2 separate regions of the Pan troglodytes genome follow, and region 2 is linked to region 1. A link is a contact called in public HiChIP or PLAC-seq data. All regions are on one chromosome and are shown on one strand. Each heading gives the region's core, a stretch centred on a gene start, on an enhancer-like site or on the middle of the called end of the contact. The rest is flanking DNA. Distances are from core to core; before and after follow the strand shown. Region 1 holds the start of APBA3 (amyloid beta precursor protein binding family A member 3). Region 2 holds the start of DAPK3 (death associated protein kinase 3).

The links. HiChIP or PLAC-seq counts read pairs in DNA pulled down with a chosen protein or histone mark.
Region 2: a contact with region 1 is called in an H3K4me3 HiChIP or PLAC-seq map of stem cell-derived excitatory neurons, with 3 times the contacts expected there. The contact joins the promoter of DAPK3 here to the promoter of APBA3 in region 1. A contact is called at or near these places in 1 of 7 Hi-C or Micro-C datasets (stem cell-derived neural progenitor cells) and 1 of 1 datasets of contacts at active chromatin or transcription factors (stem cell-derived excitatory neurons).

Annotation. Positions count from the first base shown.
Region 1 is chr20:6,103,819-6,108,358 of NHGRI_mPanTro3-v2.0_pri, forward strand. It overlaps APBA3 (amyloid beta precursor protein binding family A member 3), which reads right to left and starts at 2,324. Exons shown (of 12, transcript XM_009434369.5): 1 at 1,971-2,324; 2 at 1,567-1,624; 3 at 954-1,272. MRPL54 (mitochondrial ribosomal protein L54) reads left to right here and starts at 1,172. Exons shown (of 4, transcript XM_063800463.1): 1 at 1,172-1,284; 2 at 1,811-2,231. The coding sequence starts at 1,979.
Region 2 is chr20:6,315,649-6,320,188 of NHGRI_mPanTro3-v2.0_pri, forward strand. It overlaps DAPK3 (death associated protein kinase 3), which reads right to left and starts at 2,084. Exons shown (of 9, transcript NM_001246574.1): 1 at 1,934-2,084; 2 at 585-740. The coding sequence starts at 646.

The sequences.
Region 1 (4,540 bases), core at 1,074-3,573:
TGGTGGCAGGCACCTGTAATCCCAGCTACTCAAGAGGCTGAGGCAGGAGAATCGCCTGAACCCGGGAGGCGGAGGTTGCAGTGAGCTGAGATCGCGCCATTGCACTCCAAGCTGGGCGACAGACGAGACTGTCTCAAAACAAAAAACAAAAAACAAAAAACAAAAAAAACTAGCTAGGGGTGATGGTGTAGGCTGTAGTCCCAGCTACTTGGGAGGCTGAGGTGGGAGGATCACCTGAGCCAGGGGAGGCAGAGGCTGCAGTGAGCCTTGATTGTGCCACTGCACTCCAGCCTGGGTGACAGAGTGAGGCCCTGTCGTAAAAAACAAAAAACAAAAAACAAACAAACCCGAAAAACAAAAAACTTGAGGTTTCCCGGGTGCCTATCCGGTGCTAGGCTCTAGCTGGGTACTGTTCATACAGGGCACATAATTTAATCCCCACTAACCCTAGCGAGGAAGTTAGGATTCCCATTTTACAGATGAAGAAACTGAGGCACAGAATGGGGAGGTGTGAGGCAGTGGCTTCCCGAGCCCCTGTGTCATCCCAGACCTCTCTCAACTAATGGAGTCTGTGCACTCCAGCCCTGGTTCTTCCAGGTCCTCCTCCCTCGAGACGCGGAACCCAGGCTGGAGACCCAGACCTCACACCCTGACTCTACCGACTGGTCAGAGGCAGGTCCCCAAGACCCCAGACCCAAGACCCCAGTCCCATGACCTCAACCCCCAATACCTCCATCCAGAACTTTAGACCCAGGACCCTGGACTTAATACCAGAGACCCAAGACGCCATAAGGCGGACCCCAGTCTCCAAATCTCCAATGCTACCCCAAGATCGACTCCAGACTCAGACCCCGACTTCAGGACCCAGCCCCAAGCCCAGACCCTAGTCCGCCCTCAGACCGAAGACCTCAAGCGCCGATTCAGACCGCGCTCTGCACCTCGAGGACACTCACTTCCCAAATCGAGGCCGCCTCAGCCCCGCGCAGCCTCCAGGACCCCGCTCCCCACGGACGGCCCCGACATAGCCCGGGCCGGGCCCCCAGAAGGCGCAGCTCGGGGATTCCCGGTCCCGGCGCCTGCTCCTCTATCCGCGCAGCGCCCTGGCCCACTGAGCATGCGCGGCCTCGCGAGGCCTGCTGGGAAATGTAGTTCTCCCACCCAGCCTCGCCACGCGGGGGCGCTGGGACAACTGCAGGTGTTGGAGGGGAGTTCGAATCCCAGACTTCCCGGCCCGCAGACTGCCTCGGCTGGCGCCAGGACCTGTTTGTTCTCCTGCAAAATAGGGTTAATAATCACTGCCTGGCTCTGGGGGCTGTGTTCATTATTCCAAAGGATGGCAGATGGGGAGAAGTGGGGTTGGGAAATATTAAAGAAGTGTGAGAGGTGGTTTCCTTGGGACCTTGAGGCACCGGAAGCGTCGTGGAGACCCTGTTAAAGACGGACTTCCGGTTTCGCTCACAGTAGGGAGACACATAGGTGCACCATGGATTTGGGGTCGGCCTGGGAACTTTACCTCCCTGAGAACTCAGTTTCCTCATTATAAGCTGGGGAAAAAATAGTACCTACCTCTTAATTGTGAGGATTAAATTAGATCAAGCGGGTTAAGGATTTAGCAGGAGTAGAGCTGGAAAAGAATATATAAAATATATGTTATTAATTTATATATTATATATAAAACATACTATATATGTATTATATATGTTATATATAATGTTAAAAATATAATGTTATAAAAATTAACAGTGATTAGACTCCAGCCCTACTGGAGTATATTAGACTCATTGTTAATCTTCTTTTTTTAACTTTAAAGCTTTGAATAATTACTCATTGGATGGAATCAGGAACATATAAAGTGTGATATTTTTAGTAAATGTTATGTAATTGAAGAAGGGCAAGAAGTCAATGAAATATCCCTTGAACGCCTCCTCCTATAGTAACTGTGTATGTCTACAAAAGTCTGAAGAAATCACCATAGATTATGAAAGCTTGGGAGACCGCATTTCCCAGACACCTCCACAGGGCCTACACTTCCACGGGGCCTACAACTCCCAAACACCCTTGGGCCACTGACGTCTTCCGGAAACGTGCACTTGCAAGCTGCCCGCAATACGTCATGGCGACCAAACGCCTTTTCGGGGCTACCCGGACGTGGGCCGGCTGGGGGGCCTGGGAGCTCCTAAACCCCGCCACTTCCGGAAGACTCCTGGCCCGGGATTATGCCAAGAAGCCAGGTGAGCTGGGTTAAGAGGAACCAAATGGGGACGGTGGGTGCACTGAGGAATTGACAGTGCGCAGGCGGTGGTTGGGGAGGTGGTGCTAGAACTGATGCGCAAGCGCAGAGAGGCGGATGCCAGGCTGTATGCGCAGGCGCAGTTTGAGGGACCCAGCGCCGCTTGGAGCTCGGGCGTCTGGCTCGGAGATACTGTAGCGATTGGACCCAGGGCGCAGGCGCCAGCTTGGGGCGGAGCGGCCTGGGAGGAGGATGTGGTTACGTGGAGCCCACGCGTTTCACTGCGCAGGCGCGGGTTGGAAGGGATTTGAAGGGAGTCTGGGGAGGTCGTGAACTTGGGTTCCAGTTCTGTTTCTCTGCCTGCCTCCAAATCGCTGGGTAACCTTGGCCAAGACGTTACCAAACATTCAAAGAAATTATGGAGCCCGTTTAATTGGCCACTTCAGCAAGAACAAAACAAGGTTATTAAGGTTTAGCTGGATACAGCCTTGCCTCATCTCCTTTGTTGAAAGGGGGAAATTGTCCAATGTTCGGCCTTAAAGACAGACACATAGCAGACAAAATATAACTTGAATGACTTGGTCATTCCAAGCATCGGTGTTACTTAATGCTATGTCCAAATCCCACTTAAAGTTACTTAATGCTGTGTCCAAATCCCACTTAAAGTGATTTCGAGGCCAGGCACGATGGCTCACACCTTTATTCCCGGCACTTTGGGAAGCCAAGGAGGGAGGATCGATTGCTTGAACCCAGGAGTTCGAGACCAGCCTGGGCAACATAGCAGGACCCTGTTTGTATAAAAAAAAAAAAAAAATTGCCTGGCACGGTAGCTCACGCCTGTAATCCCAGCACTTTGGGAGGCTGATGCAGGTGGATCACAAGGTCAGGAATTCCAGATCAGCCTGACCAACATGGTGAAACCCTAGCTCTACTAAAAATACAAAAATTAGTGGGGCGTGGTGGCACATGTCTGTAATCCCAGCTACTCAGGAGGCTGAGGCAGGAGAACTGCTTGAACCCAGGAGGCAGAGGTTGCAGTGAGCCGAGATCACGCCACTGCACTCCAGCCTGGGCGACACAGTGAGACTCTGTCTCAAAATAAATAAATAAATAAATAAAAATAAAAATAAGCGGGGCATGGTGGCTCACAACTGTGATCTCAGCTACTTGGGAGGCTGAGGCAGAAGGATCACTTGAGCCTGGGAGTTTGAGGCTGCAGTGAGCCATGATTGCGCCCCTGCCCTCCAGCCTGGGCTTTTATTTTTTATTTTTTTATTTTCTTCAGACGGAGTCTCGCTCTGTCGCCCAGGCTGGAGTGTGCAGTGGCGCAATCTTGGCTCACTGCAAGCTCCGCCTCCTGGGTTCACGCCATTCTCCTGCCTCAGCCTCTCAAGTAGCTGGGACCACAGGTGCCCACCACCATGCCCGGCTAATTTTTTTGTATTTTTAGTAGAGACGGAATTTCACCATGTTAGCCAGGATGGTCTCAACCTCCTGACCTCGTGATCCGCCCGCCTTGGCCTCCCAAAGAGCTGGGATTACAGGCATGAGCCACCGCGCCCGGCCGGGCTGTCTTTATTTTTTAATTTTTTAGATTTTTTATTTTTTTGAGATGGAATCTTGCTCTGTAACCTAGGCTGGAGTGCAGCGATGCGATCTCGGCTCACTGCAACCTCCGCCTCCCGGGTTCACGTGATTCTCCTGCCTCAGCCTCCCGAGTAGCTGGGATCACAGGCATACGCCACCATGCCCAGCTAATTTTTTTTTTTTTTTTGTATTTTTAGTAGAGACAAGTTTTCACCATGTTGGCCAGGCTGGTCTTAAACTCACCTGACCTCAGGTGATCTGCCCACCTCGGCCTCCCAGAGTGCTGGGATTACAGGCATGAGCCACTATGCCTGGCTGAGACCCTGTCTTTAAAAAAAAGTTTTGAGTGGCCGGGCATGGTGGCTCACGCCTGTAATCCCAACACTTTGGGAGGCCAAGGTGGGCAGATCACGAGGTCAGGAGATCGAGACCATCCTGGCTAACATGGTGAAACCCCATCTCTACTAAAACTGCAAAAAAATTAGCCAGGCGTGGTGGTGGGCACCTGTAGTCCCAGCCACTGGGGAGGCTGAGGCAGGAGAATGGCTTGAACCCGGGAGGCGGAGCTTGCAGTGAGCTGAGACTGTGCCACTGCACTCCACCTGGGCAACAGAGCGAGACTCCATCTCAAAAAAAAAAAAAAAACTTTTGAGTGTAGCAGAGTCCAGCCAGGGGCAGAGGCCACCTGAGACAGGGTTCTGTGAGGGAAGTTTGGCTTCCAGG
Region 2 (4,540 bases), core at 834-3,333, 210 kb after region 1:
GCAAAAAAACTAAAGTGCCTCCCACAAAAGAGGATTAACACAGGGAGATTTTTTTTTTTTTAAATAAATGGGGTTTCATTCTGTTGCCCAGGCTACAGTGCAGTGGCACGATCATAGCTCACTGCAGCCTCCTGCAACTCCTGGGCTCAAGCCATCCTCCCGTCTCAGCTTCCCTAGTAGCTGGGACTACAGGCATGAGCTACCACACCTGGTTAATTTTTTTTCATTTTTATTTTTTGTAGAGATGGAGTCTTGCTATGTTGCCCAGGCAGAAGACAGATCTTTTAATAACAAAAGCAGCTGGCATCTGTTGCTCTGGTGCCCCATGCCAGGCACGGTCTTGGCTGCTGTAACGGCTCAATTACTTTTCTCCCCACAGGAAACACACAGAGGATTCCCAAGCAGGAATTCACAGCCGGGGCTGTCTGACTCCACGGCCCAAATTCGTTCCCCCACCGCATGATACTGACTCATTCCTTCTCGGCATACAGGATAAAGAACAGGAAAGGAGAGGTGCTGTTCAGAAAACCCCACAGCGCCTCTCTCCTATCCCTGGAGCCCAGCCGTGCGGGCAGACAGCTCACCTGCCCAGCTCCTCCCCCATCTCATAATGGTCCTCCACGTCCTCCTGCCTGAACGTGGACATGGCGGCCGGTCCGCCTTCCAGCAGCTTCCACTCCAGGGAAAGTGCAGTCACCGCAGCCTGGAGATAGGACCTCAGGAGTCCCCTAATGGCAACCCTGGAGAAGACAGGGAAAGACAGAAGTGAGGAAATGAGACACCACCCTTTTCTCCTAGATTAATGGACAGACCTGTCCAGCAAACACAAGCCTCCCACCTCTCCACTCTGAAGCTCCAAACTCGACAAAAAGAGGTGCTGTGTTTACTGGGCTGGGTCCTGTCATGTCACCTCTTAGAGCCCCATAACCACTCAAAAGGTTGGTAACAGCCCCACTGAGCCACCTTTACCCCGCAAAACTCTCTCCAGACACATAATTCTGATTTCCCTGACGCTGCCTGCGTCTTTTTTTGCCTCTCACTCCTAGACTTCTCTCAACCTGCTCAGCCAAAATCCCCCACCATCCCTGCACGTTCTCCTCAACCTCAAATCCCAGGGCTACCTTACTCCCTGGCCAATGTCTTAACGAAGTTCTCAAGTCTACTTCTTTTGTTGTTGTTGTTGTTGTTGTTTTGAGAAGGAGTCTCGCTCTGTCGCCCTGGCTGGAGTGCAGTGGTGCAATCATGGCTCACTGCAGCCTGGAACTCCAAGGCTCAAGCGATCGTCCCAGGCCTCCCAAAGTGCTGCCATGCCGATCAAAATTCCCAAGTTACTACCTTAACCCCTGCTGGTCCTTGCCCTCGGCAGGTCTCTTAAGACCCTCATCGATGGAACACCCCCGCCCACCCCCAACCATCTCTGACTCCCTCCAATTCTGAATTTTCCAGGAACCGGACGACGCCTTCCACGCTCCTGAAAGCCCACTTTGCCTCCCTCCCCCGCTGACCTCCACTGTCCTCGCAAGATTAACCTCTTCCTCCACGCTCCATGTATCAAAGTCCCCCAACCGCCGTCTCCCCTACCCCCCAAAACGGGCCTCCAAAAAGGGCCCCATCTGAGTCTCCTCCACCGTCCTCTGCCCCTTCTCGCCCGCAATCTCCGCACAAGCCCCTAGGCAGACCCCAGTGGCTCCCTTTGCAGAACCTCCCCCCGCCCCCAAGGCCTTGCCCATCCCTAAGGCTCCGCTCCAGCATCCCTGGGGCCGCTACGCCCCTCGCACGCCCGGCCGAGCCCTTTCCCCGGCCCGGTCACCCAGATGGGTCCCCAAACCTACCAGCTCCTCAGATTCTCTCCCTCCCTCGTCCTCCGCGGGCCCCCGAAGCGCCGCCCTGGCCCCACCCAGCCCTCCAGCCTCGGCCCGAGCCCGCTCTTTACCCTCCGCAGCCCGGAGCCTACGGCCGGCGCCGCCGCGCTGGCCAACGCCGCCTCCTCCAGAAGCCCCGCGCCCCTGCCGCCGCGACGCGCCTGCGCCGACGTCACCGCGCCCGCCAGTGCCCACCCCCGGGAAACGAACCCCGCCGCCTATTGGCCGGTCCGCCCGCCGCTCGTGCCGCACCTCGACGTCCCGCCCCCAGCTGCCTTTTCGGCACCCACACCCGGATGCAGCCTCACCATTGGCTGAACACTCGCCATCCCTAATTTCATTGGCTGCAGTCGACGCTGGTCAAGCGGACGGAAAAAAGGCCGACTTCCGGTCCCTTCATCGCCCCGCCCGCCTCTCCTCTGACCCTGGTGCTGAAGCTGCGAGAAGCGAGGCTGAAGCCCTGCATCCCGCTTCCTGCCTTCCTGGAGCACCGGTTGGGCGAGTGGATGGCTCACCTGTGGCTGAGCGCGCATGGCAGCTCCTGGAGTGGACCCTGGGACTGCTTTAGTCCCTATGTGGCAGTTTCCTCCACTGAAAATTGTTACCCACATTCTAAATACTTAAAATGCAAATGAGGTCAATCTGGGGTTGTCATTCACAGGGTCCCTCTTCGTCTCAAAATAGAGGATAACAGCAAGCATTTTATTGAGACATAGTATGTGCCAACTGACAACACTGGGAGGTATCAGGTTTGTTTTTTTTTAATTTTATTTTTTGAGACAGGGTCTCACTCTGTCACCCAGGCAGGAGTGCAGCGGCGGTATCCAGCTCACTGCAACCTCCACCTCCCGGGTTCAAACGATTCTCGTGCCTCAGCCTCCCAAGTAGCTGGGATTACAGGTGCCCATCACCACGCCCGGCTAATTTTTGTATTTTTAGTAGAGACGGGGTTTCACCATGTTGCCCAGGCTGGTCTCGAACTCCTAAGCTCAGGTGATCCGGCACCTCAGCTTTCCAAAGTGCTGGGATTACAGGCGTGAGCCATTGCGCCTGGCCTAAATTCATTTATTATTTTGAGACGGAGTCTCGCTCTGTCACCCAGGCTGGAGTACACTGGCACAATCTCGGCTCACTGCAAGCTCCACCTCCCAGGTTCACGCCATTCTCCTGCCTCAGCCTCCCGAATAGCTGGGACTACAGGCGCCCGTCACCACGCCCAGCTAATTTTTTGTATTTATTAGTAGAGACAGGGTTTCACCGTGTTAGCCAGGATGGTCTCGATCTCCTGACCTCCTGATCCGCCCGCCTCGGCCTCCCAAAGTGCAGGAATTACAGGCATGAGCCACCTTGCCCAGCCTTTTTTTTTTTTTTTTTTTTGAGACAGTCTCCTTCTATCGTCCAGGCTGGAGCGCAGTGGTGAGATCTGGGCTCGCTGCAATCTCTGCCTCCTGGGTTCAAGCGATTCTCCTGCCTCAGCCTCCCGAGTAGCTGGGACTACAGGTGCACGCCACCACTCCCAGCTGATTTTTGTATTTTTAGTAGACGCAGGGTTTCACCATGTTGGCCAGGATGGTCTCAATATCTGTGATCCGCCGGCCTCGGCCTCTCATTACAGACGTGAGCCACAAGCCGGCCTTTATATTTTTTATTTACATTTTCAACGTACAATGGGTTGGCCAGGTGTGGTGACTCACGCCCGTAATCCCAACAGCTTGGGCAGCCAAGGCGGGCAGATCACTTGAGGTAGGAGTTTGAGACCAGCCTGCCCAACATGGTGAAACCCTGTCTGTACTAAAAATACAAAAGTTAGCCAGGCCTGGTGGCACATGCCTGTAATCCCAGCTACTCGGGAGGCTGGCGCAGGAGAATTGGTGGAGGTTGCAGCGAGCCGAGATCATGCCACTATACTACAGCCGGAGTGACGGAGGGAGACTCCGTCTCAAAGAAAAAAAAGTGGCAGGGCATGGTGGCTAACGCCTGTAATTCCAGCATTTTGGGAGGCCACGGTGGGCAGATCACGAGGTCAGGAGATCAAGACCATCCTGGCTAACACGGTGAAACCCTGTCTCTACTAATAAATACAAAAAATTAGTCGGGCGTGGTGGCGGGTGCCTGTAGTCCCGGCTACTTGGGAGGCTGAGGCAGGAGAATGGCGTGAACCCAGGAGGCGGAGCTTGCAGTGAGCCAAGATTGAGCCACTGCACTCCAGCCTGGGTGACAGAGCAAAGACTCTGTCTCAAAAAAAAAAAAAATTCAGCTTCCACATACCATCTTAACGTTTGCACTACTAAAAAATAGGACCCGGTATGGTGGCTCACACCTGCAACCCCAGCACTTTGGGAGGCTGAGGCGGGCTGACCTCTTACAGTCAAGAGCTTGAGACCAGCCTGGCCAACATGGTGAAACCCCATCTCACCTAAATATACAAAAATTACACAGACATGGTGATAGGCGCCTGTAATAACAGCTACTCGGGAGGCTGAAGCACAAGAATTGCTTGAGCACTTGAACCCGGAGGCAGAGGCTATAGTGAGCCGAGATCACAACACTGCACTCCATCCTGGGCGATAGAGTGAGATTCTCGAAACACAGTAATCCGTTACCCTGACTGCTGGAAACAGCGTCAGTTACAGCCCCAATTCAAATGCGACAGCCAAACCAAACCTCAGGCATACCTA